Linked DNA regions of Anas platyrhynchos: region 2 is linked to region 1. The links are chromatin contacts, called in public Hi-C maps. All regions are on one chromosome and are shown on one strand. Each heading gives the region's core, a stretch centred on a gene start, on an enhancer-like site or on the middle of the called end of the contact. The rest is flanking DNA. Distances are from core to core; before and after follow the strand shown. Region 1 overlaps NFIA (nuclear factor I A). Region 2 overlaps TM2D1 (TM2 domain containing 1).

Region 1 (5,857 bases), core at 1,194-3,693:
TTTTAGCAGCAGATCGAGCTGGGTGGATTGGGGCTGAATATACAGAGCTACCCTGAAATACCGGCTCACCTAAGAGTGTTGTGTTGTACATGCAAGTACAGTGTTCAGCCTTTATAATCTGTGGGGGAGGCCCACGGATGCTAAATTTCAGTAAGTTTGGTCAAGCTGGCCTTCAGCTATAACACAAATCTGCAAAAGCACGCACATACATGAAATAACATCTGACGCTATTTATCTTGCTTCCTTTCTGTGGTGTTGGCCCCATCTGATGCCTGCCATGCTGTTATGCAATGCACGAGATAGCCGTCTCCTCACTTGTGAAGATAAATGTCATATCGGACCTCTGACATCATGTATTCTCCAAGTAATTATTTCTGATATCGTAAGAGTTATACAGGGTGCACAATAAAATTAAAAAGTAGAAAGCAAGGTTAATAAGATTATCATGTTGGTATAATAGGTAATGCATTTTGCAGTATATCCTTAAATCTGCCCTCTCAAAACATAATTAAATAACTGTGATTTATATTTTAAAGGAACGCAGACATGCAGTATATCCTCCTGCCCACATATGCTAATTGCTTTCAGCCCCAAAAATCACACAGTTGTTTGCAGCTTTTTAATCCTCATGTGTAAATAACCCGATCTGGGTCCAAGTTATGAACAATGAAGTCCAGGAAACTTTCAGAATAGCATGTCATTAAATCCGTCTTGATTTTATCTTGCTAATCCGATGGCACGGATGTGCACCAAAGGCCCACGGGGAAGAAGAAATGCCTGCCCGGGGCCCTCTGCACCGGCCCGAGGGCCACCTCGCCAGGTGGACATGAAGGGCCTGGAGAAGGCAGCGGCTGCCCCAGGAGGAACCCATGGATGTACACCCTCAGGACACCCCTCCCAGGCCTTGCCGAAGGACCTACGTGCCCTGAGGGGGCGCAGGGACCACAGGCAACACAAGTCTCCACGCTTGGCTACGGGCACTTTTCCCGAATGCGAAAATGCAAGCGAGCAGCCTGCCAGCTCCTTTTCCATAGGCGCGAGCGTGCAGGACAGACCCAGCTGTAAAAAGAGCCTCAGATTCGCAATCTTTTCTCAAAAATCTACGTTTTCCCTGAGCTCCAAGAGCCTCGGTGAGCAGGCCAGCCCCAGCCCACCTTCCCCATCCAGTGGGCAAAGCCCGGCTCGACGCACACAAAGCAAGCCTGCTCCGTTCTCCATTTTGCACTCGCACACCCGAGCCTGGCACACAAAATGGAGGCCCCCATGCGCCTCGCGGGCACGGACCTGCCCCGCGGCAGCCATGTCCTCCTGCCGTGTGCCCGACTGCCAGGCCTCTGCGCTGGGCTGAGCTCGCCCACCCATCCCCTGACATACACGTGGAGCCATAGGGCTAGAAGGGCTCCCCAAAAACATAAAAATATGTTGTTATATCTTCCTGCTGGACTACAGTGTGGTGAGGGGACTCACCGGGCTGGCACACTAAATGCTCCCACCCAATACGTGGCTCGGACAAAGTTCCCCCGTACATCGTGTGTTATCAAGCCATCTTTTTGGTGGTTACCATTAATTAACACTAACCACAGATAAAATGCATGAAGAACACCACATGGACAGAGAAGCCAAAGCGATTCAGCCCCACCACCAACTCTCCCCTACCCAGCGTCCTCGCCATCATAAGGAAACACGCAGGGTCGGTTGCTGTTAGGAGGCTAAAATAATTTGCCCTGAATTTACAGCCTGTAATTTAATCTGCGGCTCAAGCTCCTGCCCACGCCGGGCTGAGCGGCGGTGGGGGCAGTGCCGGACCCATAGCCCCGGGCAAGGACACCCCAGCAGCAGCCCTACAAAGGACGGTCCCTGAACCCCCACGGCTGACACCCCCGAAGGGCCGTGGTGTGGGCTGTGCACAGCCGAGCACAGCTCCTCGGAGGAGGGCTGAGGGTTGGGAGAGCTGGGTTTTGTCTGCTGGTTGTGGCTGCCTGGGCCGCTACGTGGAGTGGAAGTGCTGAGGGGAGGAGGAGCTGCAGAGCAGCTCCAGGCAGGCAACGCGAGGGATGCCCTTTCCTTTACATCCGAATGGAGAGAAACATTGAAAATACATAATCATAATAATAAATAGTGGGTTTTATGAACAATTAGGATTCCAGTGTCTCTTTGAAGGGTTTGAAAAGCTGACATGATGTTTTGGGTTCTCCAGATTCAGCTTTGAGGCCTCAACCAAGAGAAACATTCAGCCCCGCTGTGTACAGCAGTGACCACAACAAAGATTGTGGTTTCTCCCACACTCGCCTTAAATAGATCTAAATTAATGCTATTCATCATTGGGTGGAAAAGAAGGGAAATATAAAAGTGCAGTCGCTTGTAGACAAGCCAGCAGCATTGGGTAACTCTCTCACCAACACACAAACCTCACTGCTCCGTATGTGCCGACTTCCATCCAAGGGCTTCTCCCAGCCCTGCACCTCCGGCCCCGCCTGGGCAGGAAGGCACGGAAACAGCAGGCTGTTCCCAGCCTAACCCATCACCTGGAAAACATCCTGGGCAGATTGCACACGTCTTCATCCAGTGTTTATTTGTTGTTGCTGTTGTTGTTGTTGGAGAAAGGGGAAAGCTAAACCACATGACTGAACTCCTGCCAGGGGTTCGTGATGGAGCAGACCGTCCGGAGTGCCGCACCAGTTAGTGTCCGCATTATCACGGATACTCACCGGCTCGGTTACAACGGCACGGGGAGCGCAGTTGTCCCGACCTAAATCCTGCTTCTGTCATCTCCTGCCCTGCAGAAAGCCGTCAGCCCCACTCCCCGAAACAGAACGTGTCGATAGATGGAGATATCTTTCTGTGCCATGCAGGGTGTGTAATTGCCGTGCAGCTGGATGCGCGCCGGCGATGGGTGGGTACAGGGAACTGGGGGTGCCGAGGAGCTGCAGCTTGCATCTCCCACATCCACTTCCAAGTGGGATACAGATGCAGGCTTCCAGCACTGGCATTGTACGGCCACCTTTTACCAGCCTTTTGCAGTAATGCAAAATCTGCCTTTTCCTCAAGGACAGAAACACCATGAGACAACCTAATTTCACTTTTTTTTTTCCTTAAATTTACACACATCTCACAATGGCCAAAATGAATGGAAAAAAAAAAAACAACCAACATCCTATGAGTCTCCAAATCTCATCTAAATACCGGATTGTTCAGGTTCCCCCAGACATTCACAGGGAGCCCAGCACACAGAACACGTATGAAGTACTTGCTGCAGAGCTGGCTGAACATTTTTCGGAAAAAGTAAATGCAATCCGTGTGTTCCGTAGAAATGCACAGGGACCATTAACATCACAAACAAAACTTTAAAGACCGTTTCTGATGTATGCTGGAACAGCCATGTATTGGAATTATGCTTTCAAAAGCCTTATATAAGAAGGAAATGTCACGGATGCTTTAAAAGTCTTCAGATACGTGTAAAAACGACATATATATTACATATTATCTTCACAGAACAAACACCATTTGAAATGTGCCCCTTTTTAACTACCATTATGAGCTGTCTAAAGAGCATTTTGGTTGAAACTTGGGAGGAAAGGGGGAAAAAAAAAAAAAAAAGCACTGATCTTACACCTGCTCTTTAGCAGTGGGAAGTGGGTTCTCAATCTGTTAACATGACCATCTGGCCAATCTGCATATCACGGCTATCTGGATTACTGTATGAAGGAATGACAATAACGTAGCCAAAACAAAAGTAAAATGCATCAAAAACTAACAGTAGCGCGGCCCTTTTGATTTTAAATTAAATAATAAATGTGCTATCACAGCAAAACGAGGAAGTTATCTAAATAATTAAAAACGAGCCTCCGCTACGGCGTAATTAAGTAAACAATATGGTGTGCGTTCTATATGAGCCGGCAATAGTTTCCACAGCCGAACACCAGACTTTTGCAAAGCAGATCGCAGGAGCTGGAGACGCTGCGACAGCTCTTTCCGTGATGTACGGTATTGTCAGAACACCTCTCACACCGCTGCAACGCGCCGGACTGGCTGCGGCTATTAGCGGGATTAATGCAGCAACAATCAATAACAATTGTACTAAAAGATTACGGTGCAAAGTGCGATGTACCTTTCGGACGCGGAGCTAAGTGATACCTCCATGGGTATTTTGACTATCTGCAGTCGTTTGCTTTATGAACCAATCTTCACGTTATTTCGACCGGGGCATCTTTGTGATGGTCCAAGCAGAAATATTTTAAATCTGCCACTCGGAACATCAAGTGGGCCTGCCTAAAGTTCAAGGTCATGCGTTATATACTGTTACCCAGGCAATTGGCCATAGAGCATATTTAGACCCTAAGTAAATTTTCACAGTCGCAGGAATAAAGCTGACTTCTTGCTTCTTCTCTGACTCCTATTCTAAGTATTAAGAGAGTCAGAAAAAATAACTCACTTAAGTAAAAAGCCATTCCCCGGTTTTACTAAAATTCCAGGTTTTAAAACGCCTGTCCAAAAGATTAAGAGATTTTCTCCACCACAAATATGTGGCTAGCTCAACTCTCACCCAAAGCACGTAACGAGGTCTATCAAAATAAATAAATAAATAAATAAATAAAAAAATCGGGCATCGCAGTATCAATTCCTGTCGCCTGCCATCCGGCTCTGCCCACTGATGGAGTCTCTAAAAACTGTGACCTTTCACAAAATTTAACTACTTCCATTGCGAATCCTTCCTCCAATCTGATCACATTAGCAGAAGGAACTCCAAAGCAGTAAAAAACTCCAGAAAGTTCTCGGTTGAGTGCCTACTAATGAACAAAGGTTAACTTTATCTAAAAGGTCAAATGCCTGGTGGCTAAGGTTGTGACCTTAACAACTTAAATTGTGACCTTGCCACGTGCCTAGTATATTGTAGATTCTGATACAGATCATCTGGTAAAGGACTGGCCATAAATTAGCTTTACTGTTTGACTCCCACAAAGAAAACGGTTTGCCACAATGGTTTCCAACTTGTCATTTGATACAAGCGTAGAATAAGTGAAAACTAAAAAGCAAACCCAAGTTTAGGGTATGAAAATGCCGCCTGCTTTTAGTTAAGCAGATTAGAAACTGCAAACTGAGAGCAATACTCTAAATTTCAATACATTTTTTGGTCAACCTCTAATTCACAAAACACCGATCTTCTTTTCCTTTCCTTTCCTCTCTTTTCCTTTTTTTTTTTTTTTAAACGAAAATGACATGTAGTTTGTGTATTTGCATATTTCTGTTTTTTCTTTCTAGCCAGTTCTTAAAGAGAATAATTGATTTCAGTAGCTTTGTAAGAAGCACCATTTAAATCTGAGCACATGTGTTCTCTTACAGATGATAGTGCCTACTGAAGAAAAAGCGTGGATTCAAAGCAATAATTATCGTACATGTTTAGAAGGAAAGGGAGATCTCACTGCTGAAGTCATCTCGAATAAGGCATCTTGGAAGAGAATGCTCCCCCCAACAAAAAGAAGAAGAGGGAAAGAAAAAAAAAAAAAGGGAGAAGAAAAAGAGAAGCAAGCACTATGGGTGAAAAGGTCACAATGGTTTTGGCACATATCTTCAAGCACGTTTTGGAGTCTGTGCCTCCTGCCAATACTGGCAACTTCTCAAAACTTTTAAGGAGGTAAAAACATTGTTTAGTGTTTACAAATCTTCTGTACTATAGCAGATGCTTGTCAAATCCGCTATATGTAAGTTGACCAGCCTACCTAATATCTGTGCTGGCGACACCCTCCTCAGAGCTAACGGGTCCATACATTTCTGGAGGCAGCTCTGATGGAGTTTGAGACAAAGGACCCTTAATATTTTTCTTTTGTAATTTTCCTGTTGCGCACACGGCACAAGCTGC
Region 2 (5,857 bases), core at 1,035-3,534, 260 kb before region 1:
TCATGAGCGCGTGCCATTTACTGCCCTCGGTGTGCAGCACAGGGATAGGTACATGTCTTTCCCTCTGTTGAATCCTTCTGGCTTCTTCAGCCGGTGGCCATGGTTCATTTCTCCTTCAAATCTCATCGCAATTACTGTCTCTGCTGACATCTCACCTGTCTACCCTGTTCCTCTCTATTTGGCTGGGTGTGAGACTAATGCCTACAGACAGTACGCGCACATCTCAGAGCTTTCCAGGGCTGTCTCAGTAGGGCTGAACTATTGGGAAGTGCTCTGTAAAACTGGGAATGGATCAGCAACTGAATTATGTCTTTCTTGACAAGAAATGATGATTTAATTTCAGAATAAGAGTCGTAAGAATCGGTATTCTGCAAGAGTGTGCTTGAGTTGTGACAGCTGAGGTTGCTTTATGGGGGATGCCTAGCAAGTTTGAAAGCGTAACATTATCAATCCTGTCTCTGTTAATTAAAGATAAATAACAAATCTGATTTTTTTTTTTTAACTGAAGCAGCAGGCAAATGAGTCACTGCTTTAATTCTCAGAACTATGAGTGAATCTGTCTTGCAGTCGTTGTCTCATTCCTTGTTTCTTTTGGCAGAAATGGATACTCCTACAAAGTGGCAGTGGCTCTGTCCTTATTTCTGGGATGGTTGGGAGCAGATAGATTTTATCTAGGCTATCCTGCCTTAGGTAAGTTTATTTCTTGTTTTTTCTTTGTGTTAAAGCATATTGTAATGACTGAGTTATTTGTGTGTACTTGCATTTTGAATAAAAAGTGCTGACTGTTGTAGTTTTTATATTTGCAACTAAAATCCTTACTTCATTGCAAATAAGATCCTGGATCATGTACCTCTGCCTCCTATGCTGTTGGAGTGAGTGGTGACAAATGGATATGCGGTTGCCTCACAAGCAAACATGATTATTGTCATTCATTTTGCTTTACGTTTGCTTGACACTGATGTTTAGCACTGCATTCTCTGTGAGCCACTGCAACAGGAGTGGTTTTGACTGATGTGTCAGCTGCTTGATGATGCTTGATTTTAACAGAAAAATTGAGGGCAAACTTTACTGTAAAGCTAGTGTTTTGGGATATGGAATTTATTCTGGTAAACGAATACCTTCAAGATAGTTTGTAGTATTAATAATAGTTCTGCAGAAGCTGGGACCTTTAATAAGATCTACCTCTACTTACTGCTTTTAGGACCTGGTTCCCAGGGTGATGGTGCCAATGGCTTTTAAGTAATGCAAATACCTTGGTATGTTAGAACTACTTTTACTGTCTTGGATTTTCTTTGTTTCTGAGCCTGACAAATGGAGTAAATTTAAAGTCTAGATAGTGTGGAGCAGTGAATTGGAAAAAGCTATACATGTTGCTGTCCCTTCAGCTGGGAGTTTTGAGTTTCTGCCCATCCAGTAGAAACCCTCATGTTTTTTAACATTATCTGTCTTTCCAGTTAATCTTTTGTTAACACCTGTGTCTCTTTTCCTTGAAATTCTATAATTAGCACTTATTTTGTCCATCTCTTTCACAAAGAAGTATTATTTTGGGAATCAGTCACTCGGGTGCACCTTTTGTTATATCACTGGATTTGGAATAATAATTTGCAGTAGTTATTTTGTAGTTATACTGCAGTACTGTAGATTTATAAATACTCTGTTCTTACATAGAAGTGCTGTATGGCTCATGTTTGCTAACCCCACTGGAATACACTGTAACCAGAGTTAACAGATGTAAAATTAAACTCCTCTAAAGACAGGTTCTCAAGCTTTTGAAAGCCAAAGAAGGAAAAAGCAAATAGGTAAGAATAGAAAAGAGAAATAAAATCAGTAGGTTGGATTCCTTGACTGTAGTAAATATTTCTGGAGGTCATCCATGCTTTGGCAAAAATGATAAAGGGAATAACATTGAAATATTTTGTGCAAGAATTATGAAGACTGTAAATGCTCCTTCGCTTTTTTGCCTTCTCTTTTGGTTAAAGAGAGCACAAATGCAAACATGCTATTGAGTGTGAAGAAGCCAGGAAGGCAACCTCTTCCTCTCCCACACACTGTGAACTAAACCAGAAGTTATTACTGCCTAAGAGCACTGCTTTTTCCCTCCATGCTTTAGAGCAGTTTATTTTCTCAGTGTGATCTGCTTGTTGGGGAGGAAAGTGAGGAGGAAGAAAAAAAAAATCAACTTTACCCTGCACTCCAGAAACATATGCCAAGTTCAGAAATAGTTCTGCATCCAGTAATGTACTGCAGGACGGCTCCGCGGGACGCAGCCAGTTCCTCAAGTGAACTGGAGCAGCTGGGACCAGCAGTGCCAGCTGAGGGTGAGGTCCAGGACTGAAGCCTGAGAGGAGGTGGCAGAATGAGCATCACAAATAAGTGTTTTAAATGCTGACCGCACTTGATTCAGAGATAATAACAAACTAAATGTGTTCACCAAAGATTTGATATTATTTAATTGTTTTAACTGCAGTTTCCTAAGGCCAGTATTTATTTAGCTGGCTGTTTCCCTTCTGTTTTGTTACGCTATGCCAGGCAAACCATGTCTGGCTGCTGCAAGTCTCACACGTCAGCCCCTGGGAATGAGGTATTTTAAACATTGATACACTGAGGTTTTACACATTTAAGTGACGCAACTTCAGCTGTAATATGCGCATAGGCTTTTCTTTTAATCAGCTGAAAGACCATCCTGCTATCACTCCTTCATCCTCTTGGTCATTAGATACATGTTCACTGTTCTGACTGTACTGTCGGTCCATGGAATGATGATAAACGGCCTCCGTAGAGTTTATAAATCAGCCAGCTTCATCTTGTCAACCATGGGAGCTATCTGCAGACAGTGGGATGCTCTTCCCACAGTGTGCAAGCAGCTATCCTGCCACGCTTTTCCCTGTGCAGCCGCACAAATGGGGCACTGGGGAGCGGAGGTGGTGTTCTGGACAGATTGCTGCTTCGGAGAGAGGGGGAGCTGAAAGGAAGAGACAGAGGTCAAGAGACCTTCAGGTATTTGAGCGAGAGCAGGCTCATCCTTTGGAAAACTGCTGTGCTTTCTCATTGCCAGGCACTGTGCAGCACAACACAACTTGTTGCTGTGCCAGCTCCCTTGGGGAAGAGGTGCCATGCGAGGCTGCACTGGCCGATGTTACCGATGTGCTTGTTTCTTGCCTCAAAGTGTGCTGGTGCCTATAAGCACAGTAAGGATCTACTTTTTAGCAGGGAACTGTGTTTCCCCCGAACAGCATAGCCTGGAACTGACTTAAGTGCAACAGATAAGCATTCCTCTTCATACTGGCTGTTCCTAGGTAAAGAGACAAATGCCTTTTAATCTTTAAGTAACGTCAATGTTTGCCTAGCTCAGCTAAGTTTTATCTTGTAATATATACAGTACTCACTGTATTACACTCATTGTACAAGAAACTACTGGTATTAAATAAAAAAGTTAAATCAGTCTTCTGAAAACACCAAAAGTAGTCTGCCTTTCATTGCAACTTCCCATGAAACATTTATCTGTTAGTTGCTATTCCCATGTTTTCTATGACTCTTTCATTTATTTGCACAAAAAACAACTTTTTTTGAATGCTGCTTAAAAAGAAGTGTTTCTATATATATGTGTATAAATATATTCAAATAAAATTCCTATTTCAGCAAAAATAGAAAAGTGATACTAAAATGGTTTGCCAAAGTAGCATGTTCTGAAATCAAATCACTGTGTGCAGCAACTCAAGAGGTGATAGAAAGTCTCCCTCTATTCAGAAGTAAATTTTGCAGCTCAAGTTTAGATTTTTTTTTCTCTGTTTGATCGAAGAAGGGAAATTTTCCAGTAACTTGCTTATCAACTTTTGTCTTGTTTAAGAGTATTTCTTTGTTCTAGTAAAAGTTGTTAGTTTAAAATCTTTCAAGTGTATTCAGGATGCAGAAATATGAATATATACATATATATAACTTTATTATTCCCTGACACTTAATGATCTATAACTTCAGTTCTGTTTCTAGACTTGTACATATAGCGGAGGGTTGGGATGTGATTGCAACCAGCAATGTGAGCTTCATAGTCGCTGGTTTAAAGCTACTGTTAATTTTTTTTTTTTTTTTTTTTAGGTTTGTTAAAGTTCTGCACAGTAGGGTTTTGTGGAATTGGTAGCCTAATTGATTTCATACTGATTTCAATGCAGGTAAGTCTGTGCTTTCAAAGCAAGATACAAATCTGTGTTTGCTAAAGTTTTGATTACTAATTCTTTGTTAGCATTTTAGCCTTAAGAACTTCTGTGTCTTGAAAAGTCAAGGCATCTATTTTAGCTGTCGTTATAGATTAACATTGTAGAATATAGATACAAAATGTATTTGTTGCTTGTATGAAAAATTAGATAAATTAGCTGTCTTGCAATACTTAAAATGAATAGCTTGGAAGCTGTTTCGCTGTAAATTCACTTTGTCAGAACCTACAGGCTCTTTTTGTGAGACACAGTGTTAGATTTTTCATGAGAAAAAGTCTGGTGTTTCCAGAATCCTGAAGTTCAGCATTTGCATGGGCTTTGTTACTGATGGAGCCTATCGTCGGTGTTTCAAGGCAGTGTGCAGGAGAGAAGACTGACATTTTTTTTCCCCTGCCTCTTCAGATATAAGTCCCGTGTCACCCAAGAGCTGTTACTGTAGGATTCTTGGTGATTAAATCCCTGGCTGGGGTGACCTCTTGTGACATTGCCAAATTGTGAAATTGCCAAATTCTCTTATTTTACAGTGCAGCCATATAGCACAAATGATTCGTTTCCCATGATGAACTCAGAATGCATTGAGGATATAGAAATTGTTTGTATGGGTTTATAGAAAAATATTTAACTTTTAAAATACGTGTATCCTCAAGTTCCCTTTTATACTACCATTGTGATTTTGCCTCATGTCACTTACAGACACAACCGAGAGTATCGTTCATCTCCCCTTATTCATCTCCCTGGTGACTCTATATCAATTTAACATTCCCAGAACAAATAAGCCATGATCTTCTCTCCATCTCTCTTTCTTACCTGTGCAGTACTTCAAAGATACTTGTCATCAACCTAATTATCTCCTACCTACTTTCCTTTGTTCAAGAAAAGTGGTTTGGAGCCCACTCGTTTGTAAGGCTGATTTTGTGACTCAAATCCTCATCAGCTTAACCTAGTACCAGCGCCTGGCTGTGTAATTTGGTTGATTAGAAGCCCCAGGGAAATGTTCAGTCTGAGACAGCGCTCTCTAAAATAGTTAAACTACAGCATAACTTCAAAATAAATCTAGTTTCTGTTTGACTAATTAAGCATGACTAATTTTATGATGGGAAAATTAGCAGTAATTGAGACATTAGCACAAAGTGTATATTTCACTTTGTATTGAAAAGTCTTGGTTCTTTTTCTCTTGTAGATTGTTGGACCTTCTGATGGCTCTAGTTACATTATAGACTACTACGGAGCAAGGCTCACGCGGCTCACGATTACCAACGCAACATTCAGGAAAATGCAGAGCTACCCGTAACCCTGGCAGTAAGTGTCTCGTGTCTGTGTAAGTGCATTTTACTTTACAGATGGATCCAGTCGTCCACTGAAGTCGCTGATGACTTATTAATTGCACTTCATCAGAACTGAATATTAAATGTCCATTGAACAAAGATGGGAAAAGATGAAAATTCATCAAGTGAATGAGTTTACTACAAAGGTGCCAAGTTCCTTTGACTGCTCTGTTTCTGTGAGCGTGTACAAGGTTGTGAAGTTGTACCATTGTGAAATGTGCAGACTTCTGCAATTTGCACTGGTGTTGTTCTGTGTCTCTGTCGGTGTAATTTAGGGGGTTATAGAGAGGCAAGGAAAGGATTGTTCAGAACAACTATACTGAT

Evidence for each region. Hi-C and Micro-C count contacts between places; a contact is called where the count stands out from the background.
Region 2: a contact with region 1 is called in a Hi-C map of skeletal muscle, with 2.4 times the contacts expected there. The contact joins two enhancer-like sites. A contact is called at or near these places in 2 of 8 Hi-C or Micro-C datasets (skeletal muscle and subcutaneous adipose tissue).

Annotation. Positions count from the first base shown.
Region 1 is chr8:36,401,662-36,407,518 of IASCAAS_PekinDuck_T2T, reverse strand. All of the region lies in intron 3 of NFIA (nuclear factor I A), which reads right to left. Among named protein-coding and RNA genes, the nearest start is that of NFIA, 130 kb to the right of the region's middle. Within about 2 kb of position 2,443, at least 1 of the 8 cell types and tissues checked has an H3K27ac peak or open chromatin away from gene starts, as enhancers often do. A contact at or near this core is called in subcutaneous adipose tissue, where this site is marked.
Region 2 is chr8:36,665,353-36,671,209 of IASCAAS_PekinDuck_T2T, reverse strand. It overlaps TM2D1 (TM2 domain containing 1), which reads left to right. Exons shown (of 7, transcript XM_072041448.1): 4 at 599-690; 5 at 4,093-4,166; 6 at 5,389-5,507. The coding sequence ends at 5,499. Among named protein-coding and RNA genes, the nearest start is that of TM2D1, 9.2 kb to the left of the region's middle. Within about 2 kb of position 2,284, at least 3 of the 8 cell types and tissues checked have an H3K27ac peak or open chromatin away from gene starts, as enhancers often do. A contact at or near this core is called in subcutaneous adipose tissue, where this site is marked.